Linked DNA regions of Sus scrofa: region 2 is linked to region 1. The links are chromatin contacts, called in public Hi-C maps. All regions are on one chromosome and are shown on one strand. Each heading gives the region's core, a stretch centred on a gene start, on an enhancer-like site or on the middle of the called end of the contact. The rest is flanking DNA. Distances are from core to core; before and after follow the strand shown.

What was found. A called contact is a pair of places that touch in the nucleus more often than the background predicts.
Region 2: a contact with region 1 is called in a Hi-C map of skeletal muscle, with 4 times the contacts expected there. The contact joins the enhancer-like site here to the promoter of SYNPO2 in region 1. A contact is called at or near these places in 2 of 5 promoter capture datasets (fetal liver and liver), 21 of 47 Hi-C or Micro-C datasets (adipose tissue, alveolar macrophages, blood and 11 more) and 1 of 2 datasets of contacts at active chromatin or transcription factors (skeletal muscle).

Annotation. Positions count from the first base shown.
Region 1 is chr8:104,842,776-104,845,583 of Sscrofa11.1, reverse strand. SYNPO2 (synaptopodin-2) reads left to right here and starts at 1,415. Exons shown (of 5, transcript XM_021100699.1): 1 at 1,415-1,707. The coding sequence starts at 1,603. The region is part of intron 3 of SEC24D (protein transport protein Sec24D); the gene reads right to left.
Region 2 is chr8:104,940,368-104,943,175 of Sscrofa11.1, reverse strand. All of the region lies in intron 11 of SEC24D (protein transport protein Sec24D), which reads right to left. Among named protein-coding and RNA genes, the nearest start is that of SYNPO2, 98 kb to the right of the region's middle. Within about 2 kb of position 1,330, at least 8 of the 83 cell types and tissues checked have an H3K27ac peak or open chromatin away from gene starts, as enhancers often do. A contact at or near this core is called in fetal skeletal muscle, liver and skeletal muscle, where this site is marked.

The DNA of each region.
Region 1 (2,808 bases), core at 166-2,665:
CTTTCTTACTCTAGTGATGAGACACAAATAAAATCCCATGACATGTTTGGGTTCTGGAAGCAGGACTGTGTAACTGATCATTGTCTAATGCTTCCCAGTACTAAAACAGGGAAAGTGTCTGTAAGTCACTGGTCTAGTGCCACAAACTAACTTTCCCAGGCTCTTCTTTATTTAGCTTGTTTTTATGTGGATGAATGTCATGGAAAATAAAAGTATTATGGGAAAATAAAAATGTTCCATTTGTACATTTAGTAGGATGTATTCAGATTTAAAACATTAAAATGTTTTGGACCACATATAAAATCAACTTTTATATTGGACCACCCCGACTCAGAACACATGACGGAAGAACTATAAAAGAAATTTGTCCATGACATAGCATGCAGTTGGCTGACCATGAAGATTTAAGAAGTTTTCTTCTTGTTAAGGAAGAAAGAAAATGAAACATTACTTTAATTTTTAATGAAAATTAAAAATATTCCAGGAGTTCCCGTCGTGGCGCAGTGGTTAACTAATCTGACTAGGAACCATGAGGTTGCGTGTTCGATCCCTGCCCTTGCTCAGTGGGTTAACCATCCGGCGTTGCCGTGAGCTGTGGTGTAGGTTGCAGACGCGGCTCGGATCCCGCGTTGCTGTGGCTCTGGCGTAGGCCGGTGGCTACAGCTCCGATTCGACCCCTAGCCTGGGAACCTCCGTATGCCGCGGGAGCGGCCCAAGAAATAGCAAAAAGACAAATAATAATAATAATAATAAATAAAAAATAAAACAAAATATTCCAAATCGTGCAATTAGATATAGTTATAAGAACGCAGTTTCCAGGAGTAAATCCTTCCTCCCTCTTTTTGTTTGTCTCTTCTTTCTTCTGAACTATAAACACACCAGTTCAGAAAAGTACATTTCAGAGTAAAAGGGTTTTTTTTTTCTTTTAAATAAATGTTTTGCTTTCTTTTATTTTCTCTTCTTATGGGATTAGTTCTGCAGGTTGCAAACAGTAAAAGCTAAGAAAATGAATAATTTAATCCATTTTAACTCCCCTTGTCTGTTTCAATCATCAGTGTGGTAATTCTCAAAACATTTATTTGAGAGAATCTAATCCTCTCGTAGTTGAGTTCTCAGAACTCATATTTTAGGATGTCACTCGTGGCCTGCAGCTTAAAACCTTCATGCGTCCTCTACTATTTATAGAAATATTAAATGGAAGTTTTCCCATTATTCTTTCTTTTAAGGGCTGGGATTTAATCAGGAAGAACTAGAGAACTTTTGGTTCCCCCACCCAGCCCCGCATCTTGCTCAAAATGGGGACCTTTTCTTACGTGTGAGGCTCTTTCGGTTCCCTGAAGGTGGGCTGAGCAAAGGAGCGTGACGCAAGAGTGGGTTGCGTCCTCAATGCCTCTAGCGCCTCCACCGCCTTGTCAGTGATCCCATTAGCGGCGCAAACTCGCAGCAGCTGCGACCCGGCCAGCGGCGGCGGCTGCAGCCCAGTCTCTGTGCGCCCCAGTACTGGTCCTGGGCGGGACCCCGGAGCTGAGTGCACAGCCTCAACCGCACGCAGACTTCGTCTGTCCTTTCAAGCTCTTCATGCTACCCAACTAAAAGAAGAAAATGGGCACGGGGGATTTTATCTGCATTTCCATGACCGGCGGGGCGCCCTGGGGGTTCAGATTGCAAGGTGGCAAAGAGCAGCAGCAGCCCTTACAAGTTGCTAAGGTAGGATCACCGGGCTGGGAAGGAAGGAATGAAAGCAACCTGTTGGGTTTTTCTGGCTCTGATTCAGCAGTCTATATTTAAGTTTGATTTTGATGCTGATTGAATTCTTCTAGGATGTGGGTTTGGTTTTTCTTTTCTTTTTTTTCCCAAACGAACAAAAGAAACAAACCAACCTTTGGAGAGTAACATAGGATGTATGTAATAAACCAGTCGTTAATAGGGGGTAAGAAGGGTGCTGTAATTGTCAGATGAAGAAAAGCCTAGTTAATCAGCTTCTATAGCAACCAGCAAGATACTTGGAAAAGTTTCTTCTAGGCAATATTAGAATATACAGTTGAGTTATTGTTTCATGTCACTTTACTTGGCCGGGCAGAGGAGAAATGCCCAGCTCAGCATAACCAATTAGCTTGGCTATTTGGGGACTCTTATAAAGTATTGGTAGTGACATTCATTATACAACATTCATGGGAAGGCTCATTTGGAGCAATAATTTAAAAAACATGATGGAGAGGTCATAAAATCTACTTGAAAGAATACTCTTTTAAGGATTTGGCTAGTAGATAGAAAAATTCAAGTACTTTCTTCCATCATGCGTATTCTTCTGGCTAATATGCTCAAAATAAAATTCAAAGGCACTGGGAATACACTGTAACTTAGAAGTAACCTTGAGATGCATCTAATAATGATTTTAACTATTTTAGATATTTTTACTTCCATTAGCTTGTGTGTTTCTTAGCTTAACATATTTACCAGTTTGCTTGTGGGGATCTGACATTGTCTAATTGTGATTCAGTTAAAACAAGTCTTAAAATGCATGAAAATAAGAAGGCTTTTACTTTCTTTTAATACTAAATTGAAGTACTATATGAAAGAACGTTTGATTAATTTCCTATTTTATACTTACCTTAAAAATGGATCTAGATCTTTATGAAATATATGGACTCCTAACCTTTGTAGTTATTCTTTTCTTTTGGCTTATTCCTTTTTTTTACTGTTCACTGTGAAGACAGGAGTTTCTTTGAAATTTTCTGCACCCAGAAAACCCTTTCATAATGTGATGGTGGAATCCTGCCACCTAGTGAAAATTTCAAACATCAAGCA
Region 2 (2,808 bases), core at 81-2,580, 98 kb before region 1:
TTCATTACTGTTGTGCCACAGTGGGAACTCCCAGTTGGCTCCTTCTTCTTATGTAGGATATGTAGCTAGATAGTAATATCCCTCTTAGCTGTATATACTTCAGGTAAATTTAAGCTACTGTCATTTTCATCCTTGTCTTTTTTGTATATTGGAGACACCCCAAATCAATGACTGTTGGATTAAATAAAATTTTTCCATAGAGGAATTTAATATTGTACAGCAAATAAACATAACGTTAATGATACAGACATCATTTCTTAACCCAGCTTATTTTATTTTTAAACAACTAAGGGTTGTGGAAAGTAACATAATGTCTTTTCTACTAAAGGAAATCTTAGTTACTCCATTTTGCTCTGGTTTCAGTTGAACCGCCTTCCTGCGACACCAACCCCCCTTCCCTCTTCTCCCAGTAACAATTTGTTTCAAATTAGCCAGCCGAGAAGAACGTGTGCCCCGACCTGACCAATGGGAAGGGGACACGTACATCACTCACGTTAGGGATAAATAGGAAGGGTCGTTTCTTCTCTGCGTGTGCTTTTTAAGTACCCGTGCCCTTCTGCAGAAGTAAAGAGCCCTGTCTAGATCTCCCCGTGTTCATGTGTCTCACTTTCCAACACTGACGATCCGAGCCATCTCCCCAACAGAGTGAAGTTGTGTTATAATTTCATGAGAGAAAGGAGGTTCAAAAATGTTAAGCAAGGTCCCGTCGCTAGAAGCGGTAGAGTCCGTTTGTGCTCCCGACCTCAATGGACGCTCGTTCCTGCCGTCCCACCTTACCCGTAAGGATGTCCACCGCCTGACAAAGAATTGCTCCCAAAAACACGCATATACCAGACAAACTCAAGTGCCATTTTCAAACATTCCATGAAAAAATTCCAAATTACAGGTCTGCATAGAGCTTTCTCTTCCTTCCTTAAAATCAGGACTTTATTACATTCTCTTAGCTTTTCATTCAGTGAGAACTTGTTGCTTAGGAAACTTTCAAAGAAAAATCTTTACTATTTTGACCCTCATACTTGATCAATGAGGGGACACATGACTGCGTAAATTTTAAGTCCCTGTATTATCTAAATACCCACAAAATCTGACATTAGGAATCATGAGGCAGAGTACAGATTGCATATTTTACTGATTCTAAAATCCCAGCAAAGTTTCCAATTCAATGCCAAGAAATCACTGCTAATAAGATATAGCCCTATTTTGGAGATGTTACAATATGAGCCTTAGAATTGATGAAAATGATAGGCAGAGGCTCTAAAATACTTCCTCTCCCAAGGCGGCCCCTCACAGATGCCCAGCGTTCTCTGTCCAGGGAGCCTGGTCTTCCGGCACCTGTGTTATGTGGATGTGCCAGGCACTGAGGGGCATAAAACCCACACTGATTCAATGAAGATTAAAACCAAGGAAGAATGTTTTCTTTCTCATTCTTGTTTCTCCTGGAGTTATCCTCCATTTAATATAAAAAGAAAGATTTCCATGAATAATTTTGTGATCGAAAAATAAGCATGGTGCATTTGACTTTTAAACTGTAACTTAAAATAGAATTCCAGCAACCTTTGCCCTGACAAATGTGACTCTCCCTGTAGTCTGCTCTAACACCATTCTAAAAGGGGAAAACATTCTGTTCCTCAGCTGCCAAACGTTTTCATAGTACTTTTTTCACAGCACTACATAAACAGTGGCCAAAATCCTTAAGGGATAAGATTTAGTTTCTAAAGTAACTTCATACATGAAGTATTTTAAATGTGATGTTCATAATTCTATTTCTTCATGAGTACATGCATTTTACTTTTCCAAGTTTTTATGTTAATACATTAAAAATATTGCATTAAAGCAAACAATTTACGATTATAATGCATATATTAAAAAACAGATTCAGGCTTTTGAAGCTTTCATTTAAAATAATTTGTGTATTCTTTAAGTTCTTTAAAAGACATAATATTATGCAGTAATTGCTTTCATTTCAGAGAATATTTATTACTAAAGCTAGCTAAATTGGGCTACACTTAAAAATGCATCATCGCACAATCCTCACTTGCTTTTTAAGTGAATGATATACTACATATTCTTATACTAAAAGCATAATATAAATGAAACCACTTTGGGTTGGGTTGGGCAATATGTTCACATGAATTTTTTTTTTCTTTTATTTTTTTGGCTGTGCTATGGCCTGTGGAAGTTCCTGGCCAGGGATCAAACTCATACCACAGGAGTGACCCAAGCTGTTGCAGTGACAACACCAGATTCTCAACCCACTGTCCCACAAGGGAACTCTCAGTTCACTGAATTTCTAATAATGTAGAAGATAAGTGACAAATACATGGTAATCCATGCTGAAAGCCCAATAAAGAGTGGAAAAGTAAAGTAGATATTGGTAGGCTTCTAGATTTATAGAACATCAGAGCCAGAATTCTCACTCTTGGGAATGGAAGTCCAAGGTCACAATGCAAGACACAGTGGAGACCTAAAGTCATTTCTTGGCTCCTGACCCAGTGTTCCATCTATTGGCTACCATCTATTGTGCTTTAGAGAAAGTAGTCAATTTTTACTGGTTTCTAAAAGATCTTTATATGATCAAAAATTCTTCCTAATTGTTTTGCTGTTCTGCTCTTTATAACAGAATACAACTTCTCATTAATGTGACAGAATAGACTGATATGTTTATTCATTAATTAACACATGATAGAGTATAGGTACTATCTCTCAAAATTTTTTTTTCTTTATTCACAGAGTTTGTTAGAAGCCTAAAATACCTAGAAATCAACTACTGTTCCATAGTTTTGTCTTTGTCTTCTAACTGTCTATAAA